2 separate regions of the Rattus norvegicus genome follow, and region 2 is linked to region 1. Evidence: chromatin contacts called from public Hi-C data. All regions are on one chromosome and are shown on one strand. The core of a region is the stretch at or near the end of the contact, and the rest is flanking DNA. Distances in the headings are between cores, read along the strand shown.

Region 1 (5,471 bases), core at 3-2,502:
TGGAGACCAAAGAGGTGGTGTGGGCAGAGAGGAATAGCTTAGGTGGTAACAAAGGGGTTGCCTGAGTCCTGAGTTTTTAGTTCACAGAAGACACAGTTTAAAAAGTTAGGCGAGGTGCTCCTGCTTGCTAGCCAGAGCTGAGAAAGGGAGGCAGGCAGCCTATAGGGTATGTGTATAGTATACACATACCTCAATGTATATGTATACTATAGTATATAATGTTCATATATACACACACATACATGTATATATACATATGTATATGTATATGTATATGTAAATATATATGAATATGAATAGTGCCTGAGGAATGAATCCCAAAGTTGTTCCCTGGTCTTCACATGCACTCACCCCTGTGCACACATGCATACACATTTCTGGACATGCTCAGACGAGCATGTATGCACATCTCCCCCCTTACAGAAGGCGCGACATGGTAGAAGTCCACTGAAAGCAGAAGCAATCTTGTCACTGTTCATCAAAGGGAGCGATGAGGTGGCAGGTCCGGAGGGTCGAAGGCCTCACAAGGCTGCCTCCTGCCTTCCTTCAGATTGGCTCAGTTAGGCAAACTAAAAGCCAAGGCCCATATGACTAGCTTGGCCTTTGTCCCCAGGGGCTCACCGTTGAAAACTGTGATCAATTCCCATATTTTTATGACTATGATATTACTAGCCAAATCTTGAAACTCAGGTGTCACTAGGGCAATCCCAATTATTTTATTAAGCTGATTTTTTTTTATACTCAACCTGTCTATATCCAAAACTTCCTTTTCCTCCTCTGAGTATTCTTTCCAGGCCAGATTAGCTCGTGCCAGCAAAAATTCTCGAGCTCCAGTGTATGCGCATGCGTGTATTCATGTATGCGCATGCGTGTATTCATTTGTTATGTGTCCATATCTTAAAGCCTGTAAAAACACTACTTTATGTAGCGACGTATGTATAGTGAGATTGTGGACGCCTTTGGCTGTTTAAGGATAGTCTGTAATTCTGCAATTAAATATTGGTGTCCCTTTAAAGCCACATTCCTGTTTGCTGACGTCTGTACCCGTTTTGGTTGGAGTTCACCGCGTTTCCCAATCAGAGAAAATAACTTGCTTCAGCGTTTGAATAAAGACACAAGGAATTATTCAAGCTTCACAAATAGAATCCTGGTGTTTGAAGCCGTGGGGGACCTTCCATTTGGCCAGGCCTAGTCATTATATAGAAAATGACCCAGAGGCACTCGAAGGTGAAGCAATTTGCCTAAAATGACACAACTAATTAGCAGCACAGGCAAAACTCAAATCCAGGACTTCTGGCTTTCATTCTGGTGACCTTCCCACCATCCCGTGTAGCCTGCTAGTTTGTGAGAAAGAAAAAAATGAGAGAGGGGGAGGGGTAAGAGAGAAAAGTGAAAAAGAAAAGAATTGGGGGCTTGAGCGGACCCTATTGCTTTCATTCTCATTCGTCCTTATAGAGCGGGGAAAATCCCAGTGCACTATAAAGGAAACATTTAAAAACGTATTAGGGCGCTGATGAAAATTAAGACCAGGGATATTTGTGATATGCTAATTAGAAAGTATCTCATTATGCAGGAGACAGGGAACTTGGCAGAGGGTGACGCTATTCAGAGTAACTTCAAAGGTGAGATAAAAAGGGTGTTCTTTTTATTTATTTGATAATGTGTGGCTGCCATCAAATTTCTGATAGGCTCTGACACTTTTATAATAAAACCCAGAGAAACTGGGGGAACCTGTCAGACACTTGGAAGGAAGAGCAAAGGCTTCATTGCCACCCCAGGCTCCTCGGGTAGAAGATGGGTCTTTTCTGAACTGCCAGGTTTCTTCCTGTGGAGACACGTCCCTGCCACCATCAGTTGTCTGGAATGGGATCGGACTTTGGCAGCCGTGTTAATCACTCCAAGGTGACCTCCTGTTTCAAGAAACAAATCCTTTTCATTTGTTGTTGTGGTGTGCTAATCTACCATGGAAGTCTTTTTTCTTTTTTTTGGAGGGGAGAAATTATTACAAAGCAAATCTCTCTCCACAACTGCTTCCAGATCATCCCAGAACTGGAAATATTGTTTCTTTCAGAGTTTTCTTTTTTCTTTTCTTTTTGTCAACTATACTTTATTGAAACTAGAAAGGGATATTTTTTTAAAAAATTTAATTTATTTATTCACTTTACAACCCAAAATTAGTCCTTCCTCTCCTCCCAGTACCCCCCTCATGCAAGGCCTCCCCTCATTCTACCTCCCCCTTCTCTTTTGAGAAGGGGAACCCCTCTCTGGGTGTCAAAACACACACACACACACACACACACACACACACAAAGTTGCTGTGGTACTAGGCATATCCTCTACTACTGAGGCCAGACAAGGCTGTTCATTTATAGGCATGGGATCCACAGGGGGAAGGCAACAGGCTCAGGGACAGCCCCTGCTCCGGCTGTTTGGGGGACCCGCGTGAAGACCACGCTGCTCATCTGCTACATATGTGCAGGGAGCCTAGGTCCAGCCCGTGTTTAGTGTTTGGTTGGCGATTGAGTCTCTGGGAACCCACATGGGTCAAGGTTAGTTGACTCTGTTGGTCTTCCTGTGGCGTCCCTGTCCTCAGTCTTTCTCCCAACTCTTCCCGAGCTCCGTCCGACGTTTGGGTGTGAGTCTCTGCATCTCTTTCCATTGGCCGCTGGGTGTATGGGCGACTCTAGCTGAGATATTAGCGCGCGCACTCGGGGGTGGGGTGGGGGTGGGGTAATGGATCCTGAAATGGATCCTGTAGTCAAGCAGGACTCCCAGTAGAAGGATAGAGGCAGTAACTCACCCACAAAGCCTTCGATCCAAAATGTATCCTGCTCACAAGATGTGCAGGGTCAAAGAGAGAGCAGAGACGGAGGGAATGGCCAACCAGTGACTAGCCAAAATAGAGACCCATCCCATGGGCAAGAACCAATCCCTGACACTATTAATATAACTCCGTCAAGCTTGCAGACAGGAACCTAGCATAACTGTTCTCTGAGAGGCTCTTCAGAGATTTCTAACTGACTTGGAAAAACTCCACCTGAACCTGGTCAAACTTCAAATGTAAAAGACAGTAAGTAATCCCTCACCCCTTCAGAAAACAGGGGAGCTTTAGACCCTTCAAGAACTCCCAGGGAGGAGGGGACTGCCTCACTCCCTTGATGCCCGGGAGCAGGCGACAGCTTTGTGCCCACTGCCTTCCTGTCAGGCTACTCTGGTGTTCTGTGTTTGCCGAAGCACGGGGAAAGTTTATCCCACTATGATGTCCTCGGTATGGAAGCAGATGGAACATAATGGCAGAATTGCATGTGACAGTGCTATTTCAAGAACAGTATGGGATCAGAAAGGAACCCTTCAAAGTAGGTGTCGGGGATGTGGTTCAGTTGGTAGGGCTCTTGATTAGCAGGCAGAAAGCCCTGGGTCTGCGTCCCAGCATCTGCTGGATCTAGGCATGGTGGAACAAGAATAGGGAGGGCATCCGTGGCTATATGCCGAGTTAGGGGCCAGCTGAGGTTACATGACCCTCCTGCTCCCCCAACAACACAACCCCCCCTCAAAGTATCAGTTCAAATTGCCATTCATTTCCACATGGTGTGGCAGATGTACATTTTGGGGTCAGGATCATCTGGCTTTGGATCCTGGTTTTGCTCTACTGGCTTGTGAATGTGAGCGTGGTGCTTACTCTCGGTGCCTCGACTTCCCCAGTGAGTCCTTCTAGGCTGGGTCTGAAGGTGCTATAAAATGAGTATTGGAATAGAATGGCTCCGTTTGCAGCTGGAAATGTTAATTCATTTTAAATCAGGGTCCAGAAGAGAATTCACATGAACTTACAGCATACTACCCCCAAGAGGGAATTAATGCTGAAACAGGAGGGTAGGCTTCTTGTCCTACTGAGTTACTCCTCCCGTTGTCTGGTTTGTGATTGTATGTGTTGCCCCTGTCATTCGTGCTTCCTCTGTAATGCTGTGAACCATGATGTGATATAATTAGGGGGCTCCCAATAGAGCCAGGATACATGGACATCCCACGTCCAGAAGTGTAAGCTAGATGAACCCTTTTCCTGAACAAGTAGTTAAAACTCATTTGCTTATAGCTGAGAGAAAGAGGGAGAGATAGAGGGAGAGGGAGAGGGAGAGGGGGAGAGGGAGAGGGAGAGGGAGAGGGAGAGGGAGAGGGAGAGGGGGAGAGGGAGAGGGAGAGGGAGAGGGAGAGAGAGAGAGACTAACATAACCGGGCATGTACAGCGCTGAGTATATACAATGGCTGTCACCCTGCCCCAGGAAGGTCCATGACAAATACTGCAAAGGTTCGGAGACACTTGGCAGGGGAGAAATATGTCAGTGCTGATGCTTCCCACACCAGGCCCTCCTTTCGGGCGAGCCTTCCAGTGACCTCTCAGGAAACGAGAATTCCAGAATGCCATTTGGAGCACATTGGCCCCAGAGCATGGCGATTAAGTGCTTATGAAACGGTGTCTTGAAGGAGGTCGTGCTTTCTGAGCCCGAGACTCTGCCCATGTGAAGGGATCTGAACCCTCTGTAAAGTACTTCCAGATGTGCACAGCAAAGAGCCTGGATGAATGGGGGATTCGCTGTGCTGAAAACTGTACATCTACTCTGTGTAGAACACACGCGTTAATTACCGTGCCCTTGGAACTTGAGGCGTTTCAATGAGTGACGCACGGTGATTGGTCCAGACTTCCAGAATCTCGAAACAATGACCAGGCTTACCTGGCTACAAAGATAAATGTTCAAAACCAGGCAGGGGTTGATTTTGGATTATTAGGTACCAAGACGTATTTCGTTCATGTAGGCAGAGTCCTTTTAGAGATCTGTCAGGAAGTGCTTTTGATAGATGTTCACAGAAACCCTGCTGAACTCTGACGAAGCTTGTAGAAAAGGGATGTTCGTTTATAGTGGTCAACTGGACCACCTCTTAGAGGGTTTACATCATTGCCCCTCCGCCTCGAAACTCCAGCTTTACCTCTGTGGCCTTCTTCGTTTGGTCCACACTTTTTTAAAATGACTGGGTTTACTTTATTTTTAAAATGCTGTTGCCTGGGGCTGGAGAGATGGCTCAGTGGTTAAGAGCACTGGCTACTCTTCCAAAGGTCCTGAGTTCAATTCCCAGCAACCACATGGTGGCTCACAACCATCTGTAATGGATCTGATGCTCTCTTCTGGTGTGTCTGAAGACAGCGACAGTGTACTCGTATACATAAAATAAATCTTTAAAAAAAAATGCTGTTGCCTGGAGTTTTGCATTTTTCAAACTTTAAAAAAATGATGCATTGTGGAATATGGAGAAATGTATGCCTTTTACTGCAGAATTTCTCAGTGCATTTAAATCTCCACTATGTATTGTTACTCCCCAGGAGGTGTAGAATGGCTTAGTGGTTTTGAAACCAATTCAACCCCTTGACGCCTCCCTTCCCTCCACAGCAACTGCATAGGTGGTCCATCAAGCCCTCTTTG
Region 2 (6,130 bases), core at 356-2,855, 57 kb after region 1:
GGGTGGGTGGTGGGGGGTGGCAGCAGCTATCATCTGGGTTCTGAGAGCCCTGGCATATTTACTGGCTGCTTGGCCACTGGATGCTCTCACCTCCCTGCTAGTTCTGTTGTCACAAGTGGCTGAGACAAATAGCTCTCCTCTTCAGATATACACCAACCCACTCATCCTTTCTTTCACAGAGGGAACATGAAAGCTTTTCTTTTTTACATACTACATGTAATTCCCAACCACCCCCCACCTTATATCACACCCTCTAAACTTCTTCTACATAGAAATTATAAAATTATGGCTGGATTTTTGCTTTGAGCCCTTCTGTGGCCCCCAGTCCATCAAGAGTAGAAAATAAAACCTTGAACATGACCAGCAAGTTCCTGCATGATCTTCTCCCCCTCTCTCTATGACCTCATCGCCCACAGCTTTCTTGTTCAGCTCCAGCTCCAGCCACACTGGCCCCTTCTTGCATTTCTTCCAACAGAAACCAAGACTCATTTCGACTTCTGGACCTCTGCACCCTTCCCATGGCCCTCGCACTATCTCCTTTACTCTTTGAGCCCCGGCTCCCGGCACACCCCATACAGGTTAAGGTGTGAGGGATGCTTCACACAACGTGGCACAAATTCTGGCTTTAACTCAGCCTTCTGCATTTCTTTTCTACTAGACCATTCATTGCATGGGACCATCTTTGGTATTTTGCCTACTTGATCTGCCCAGGGGATGAATATCAAAGTTGTCACATGATCACCGTCGGTCTGAAGTCATAATTACTGCCAACATTTGTGCGACCATTTTAGCTTCCTGAGAATTGTTGTCGATTTGAGATATCTGACCGTCAACAACTCCCATTCGTGAGAACATTAACAAACACCAACTCTATGGCCCTTTGCACACTGGTTCTTCTAAACCAGTCCTTTTTTCAGTTCCTTGCCATTTTAGCCAACGGTGCCTTTTAAGGGCCTGTCTTGAGTTTAAAAGGAGGTCGCTGAACATTAGCTAATAGGTTTGTAGTTGGTAATTAATATTGCTTGATGTAGTTATGGGTTTTATTTGCGATTTGTGGCTTTTTATCCCCGCCCCCTTGGTATCCACAGAGAGGTTATTCTGGCTGTGCATTACCAAGATACTACTGGAGATGGATGATGGCCTGTCTTCTAGATCTCATTGCTTTTCTGCCTCCTGGGTGTCTTGCCAGAGCGTCCCGTAATCTTAACTCTTTAGGGCCCTCCGACTGCTCAGCACATGTCTCCATGAAGGCTTCCCATTGCTGGCTCTGCATCTTGTCACCCATCAGCGTGGAATGCCACCTTTAAAATGATTGGGAACGTCTCGTTGTCACAGATGCATTAAAAAAAAAAAAAAAAAGCTCAAACGGGAAATGACAGATCACCTCCAGAGGCAATCAGGTTTATTCTCCTTGTTTATGGCTCAAAACGCATTTTTGGCAACCCAAATGGGGAGGTGAGAGTGGTGGATAAGAATGGGAGTGGCGGCGCGTGGCGCGGCTGGCGGCCAGGCCGGGCGCCTTTAACTCGGCGTGACCTCGCGTCTGGCCCGCGCCCCCTCCTCCGCGCGCACCGCTGTCCTGCAGCGATTGGTGCTTGGACCATAAACAGCTGTGCAGGGCCCGGCGGTGCAGAGGCCCCGGGCCCGCCAGCGCAGCAAGGCCACTGGGGAGTGACTTCCACTCAGGATCGCGGAGGGCGCAGGCCGTTGGCGCGTGGCAGTCGGCGTGGGCCTGGCGTCCCCGCGCGTTCGCGGCGCCCCGTGTCTCCGGCTGGGCGCAGGTGGGCCAGGCCGGGCGCCGCAAATCGGCGCGTTCCCACGAAGGCTAGCCCTCGGAGCGAGGGGGAGGGACCATCGGAAAGACGTGGAACGATCCGCGCGGTGTCATCCGCAGGGCCCAGGCCCCGCGCCACCGCCGCCGTCGCCGCCGCCGTCGCCGCCGCTGGGGCTTGGCTGCGGGGATCCACGCAGAGCCTCCGCGCAGCCCCGAGATTAGCATGACACTGGGTAGCCATCCCGCTTCCGGCGGTGCCAGAGCGCAACGCGCTAGTCCCCGAGCCGCGATGGCCCCGCGCGGGGGCCGATCGCCGGGCTCCGCGGCCGCCGCGGCCCGTGAGTAGGAGTATGCCTGCGGCGGGGGACCCACGCGTGTCGGCACGCGCCCCCACCCTCCCGCGCCCCCGCCAGCCTTGGAAGGAGGAAGCCTGACGCCACGCCGCGGTCGCCAGCACCCAACCGGGCTCTTCCTGCGTTGTCGCAGCGGCGGTCCCGGTGCTCCCGCGCGCCCCCCGTTCGAGCCTCTGGAATGAAGACTGACTCCCGAGGACTGCGAGAGAGAAGCAGAGGCAGCGGGCGCTGGAGACTGCGGGCCTCGCGGCTGGAAGGTCCGGGGGGACGCGACTCGGACGCTGTCATCCCCACGCCTCGCGCTGAAGCCTCCTAGTGCGGTTGGGGCTGCCGCCCACCGGTCAAGCTGCCGGGGCGTGCGACCCGGGGTCGGCCCCCAGAGGCCTCGGCTTCCTCATTTGTTTGGGTCTTTTGTGCTGTGGCGCACAGTTGGCTAAGCACTCCTGCGCTGAATCGGGCCATTGTCTGCGCTCCCATTGCTTCCACGCTGCAAGTCTCGGCGCCCCCACCCCGGCCGCCCCCTCCCGGACGCCGAGCCTCCCAACGTGCCTTCCCCCCCAGGAATCTGGAAGCTGAAAGCCCGGCGGATTGCAAATGAAGTGGAATGCATTGTGGGACGAGTGTAAAATCCGAGCCTTCTCCGTGGGGGTGTGGGGGGGCGTGGGGAGGGCCGGACCTGCCGCCGGCGGTGTAGACACCGAGGAGAAGAGGGTCTGGGGAAAAAAAATGTGCGCAGAGTCCTCCCGGGTCGTGGCCGCGGTAGACGGATGAAGCTGCGCGCTGCGCCCTGGCGCTGAGGCCCTACTATTGGGGCACCAGGGTCGCCCTTCCCCACCATGAAGAAGACCCGGAGCACAACCTTGCGGCGAGCCTGGCCTAGCTCGGATTTCTCGGACCGGGCCTCGGACCGCATGAGGTCCCGCAGCGAGAAGGACTACCGCCTGCACAAGCGCTTCCCCGCGGCCTTCGCGCCCCAGGCTTCTAGGGGTTACATGACATCAGGTTGGTTACCACGGTTCAGCCGCCGGCTGTGATCGGTGCGCCGCAGCCAGTTGGGGGCTCGGGGTAGAGGACCTGCGGTGATGGATGTGCCGAGTTATGGGGAGAGCAGGGAAAAATTAGCTCCCATCCACCATTTTGTACCTCTGCAAGATCCACAGCAGGCCCTCCCAATATGGGGTTGGAGAGCTATTCGGTAGGTAAAATCGGGGAGGGGGATCGAGCCGAGCATCTGGTCTGCAGGGAGATAGGATGTCTGCAGCCTTCCCTGAGCTTTGTGAAAGGCGAGCCTGAGTCCAGGGTTGCCCGCAGTACCAGGTTCGCCTGTGCCTGCCTGCATTATGGCCAGTTACCTTAGAGGGTATTTAAACACCCCTCCCCCCTTTTAAAAAAAGAACAGGTTCTCTGCACCGTTCTGGAGATTCACAGGCTGGGGAAAGCTGTCGGTCTGAGGCTGGTTCAATTTGTAAGCAGGAGCTCGACTGTGGAGCTCATTGAATGCTTGGGGAGGAGGTTGTAGTGTGTTTGCATATGGAACGCTCGCACAATTGCGCGTGGACTTAGCCTAGGTTGCATCAGTGCTGTGGATGGAATGGAGGCTGTATCGTGTTTTGCATGCCGGATGGGAAAGACAAACACAATGGTCGTAGAACTGAAGGCTTCAAAATAGGTTTCTTGTGGAAAAAGCGAGAGGTGACTGTTCTGAGCCTCCTTGAATGAATCCCATTCACTGGCTTTGCTTTCTGGCTTGTGGATGCTGTACCGGGATGCTGGGGGGGGCGCGGGGGGGGGTAGGAGGATGGGGGGTGGGGATCCTGCGAACCTTGCATTTTGTGCTCCTTACAAGTAAGGGTGTGAAAATGTTTTCATTCTGGAAAGAATTTGCTTTTAAATGCGATGTAATGGATCAGTGGAGAGTATTCCGAAACCAAGCCCTTATACCAAATCACCCTAAACCCTGTCTTAACTGGGGAGATTGTTTTAAGCTTGTGGTTACTTACACCCAAGCTTTACTTTCTCCCCACACGGCAAATCCTTTTAAATTGAGGTCAGTATCTCACACTTTAAAAATGTACCGTGACCGTGTCTCCATCCCCAGAAAAGCCTCAATAAAAGTAACTATCCTTTTTATTGCAAAATCGGGCAACATAAGGATGTTGCATGTTATTTTGGCAATCACACTCCCTGGATTTTCTCTCTGGTGACAAAACAGACTTGGAAAGGAAGTAACAACCACAGTTTCTGCTTAAGTAATTTAAGTGGTGGCTGTGGTTGCTCTATTGTTTAGATGGATGTCAGTAAATGCTCTTACTGTACACCTACATCCAATTCTACCCTCAAAACACTATGCACATACACAAGAGTGTTCAGCTAATCCAAGGCTTCCCTCACTTGGGGTTTTGGATGCTTTCATTGCATCCTCAGCAAGCCTCTCTTTCCTGCCCTCCACCCCCACCCCAGAAATCAGAATTGACACTAAATGCAGAGTTGTTGGAGGGCAGGTGGCTATCAGCTCTCCCACAAGCCCTCGAGACTCTTTAATAATGTCAGGCACATTCCCGAGCAGCCTATTTTTATCCATCTCATCATCGCTTCCTTGTGATCACATTTTCAGACTTTGCAAAAAGAAGTCCATGATTACCCAGTGCTGTGAGACATTTTTTTAGGGCACGGGGAAGAGGCTTCCAATTTTACACGATTCGCTCATTTCATCCTGCGTGTGTCCTGCAGATGGTCAGGTGGTCTTCCTTGGATGATCTATTTCAAGTTGGTGGTCGAATTCAATGTCAGGTTACTGCTGAGAACAGAGGAACCCAAGGAGAGAACTGTGTCATTCATTCAGCGTTTGATGGAGTGTTCCCTCAGTTTTGCTAGATTCTAGTGAGGATGCAGGGTTGGACAGAACATGGCCTTTGCCTAGGCAGGAGAACTGTTGTTTATTGCTTTCTTGTAAATGTCAACTCGTATGTGGAATGAAAAGCAGGTCTAGGGTTCACTGAAAGAAATAATGGATACTAAGGCATTGAGCCTGGCCTTAGTGTCTGTCTGAGCATTGAGAGGTCAGAGGGCCCTTCCTTTCTCCTGTGTAAATTTTGGGGTGCTGATTGCACAAGAGGACACGAATCTTATCATTTCCTTCCCCAAATTTGGCTCCTTTCAGCATGTGGGAGGTGCTAGAAGCTGATGCTGTATGAGAACCATGGAGATCATTTGGAGGAAGCTCCTCCTACAAGATGGGAAGGGAATGTGCTTACATCAAGTTGGTTGTCCAGGGTGCAAGCAGCCGAGCCTTTGTTTCGTGTCTCATAGCATCAAAGAGGGGATGAAGCGACTTAGGGACATGAAGGCCTTTGACACTCCCTTCTGTTAGCTCAGTCACCATTTCCTGTTACCATACTCCATTTTTAGTCAAGGAGAGTTTTGTCATAGGTAAATTATTTGGATTCAGAGAACACGACAAGGCTCTTCAAAAAAAAAATTGTGCTAAATAATCTACAATAGCGTCAGCTTGGAGACTTTTTTTTAGAAATTTCTCCAGAAAATATGAGAATTAGGGGAAATAATTTAAAAAATAGCACCTGGGAAATGAGAACAATCTCAGGACATTTTAAAAGAAACACACACGGATGGTCATCCTGGGTCTAGTGCAGCTATCTAGCACACAGTAGGAACTTCAAGTAGAGTTGTAGGCATTTATAAGTTTTAGGGAGGCAGCACCATTTCTAACCAATAATAAGTGATCACCAGTGTAGAATGTGATTTATAGCAGGGAGCTTGACCTCTGACCTTGTTTTTTTCTGCTCCCTTCAGGAGAAAAATGTAGACTTCCAAGGTCAGACCAGACACATATAGTGATGATCGGGTCTTGCTAGAAGACAGCTGCATAGAAAACTGAACATTTCAGTTGTGAAGATCATGCTTTCTTTCAGTGTCTCTTTTCAGTTATCAAATCTAAAGTAATCCTAAGAGTCCCCAGCCTCCTAGCAACCAGGGAGCTCACAGG

Evidence for each region. A called contact is a pair of places that touch in the nucleus more often than the background predicts.
Region 2: a Hi-C map of frontal cortex shows a contact between it and region 1, with 1.9 times the contacts expected there. The contact joins the promoter of Stox2 here to the enhancer-like site in region 1. A contact is called at or near these places in 2 of 12 Hi-C or Micro-C datasets (frontal cortex and hepatocytes).

What each region holds. Positions count from the first base shown.
Region 1 is chr16:51,648,874-51,654,344 of GRCr8, forward strand. It overlaps a transcript of Stox2 not described here. Among named protein-coding and RNA genes, the nearest start is that of Stox2, 56 kb to the right of the region's middle. Within about 2 kb of position 1,253, at least 17 of the 93 cell types and tissues checked have an H3K27ac peak or open chromatin away from gene starts, as enhancers often do.
Region 2 is chr16:51,705,607-51,711,736 of GRCr8, forward strand. It overlaps Stox2 (storkhead box 2), which reads left to right and starts at 1,606. Exons shown (of 4, transcript NM_001134863.1): 1 at 1,606-3,129. The coding sequence starts at 2,964.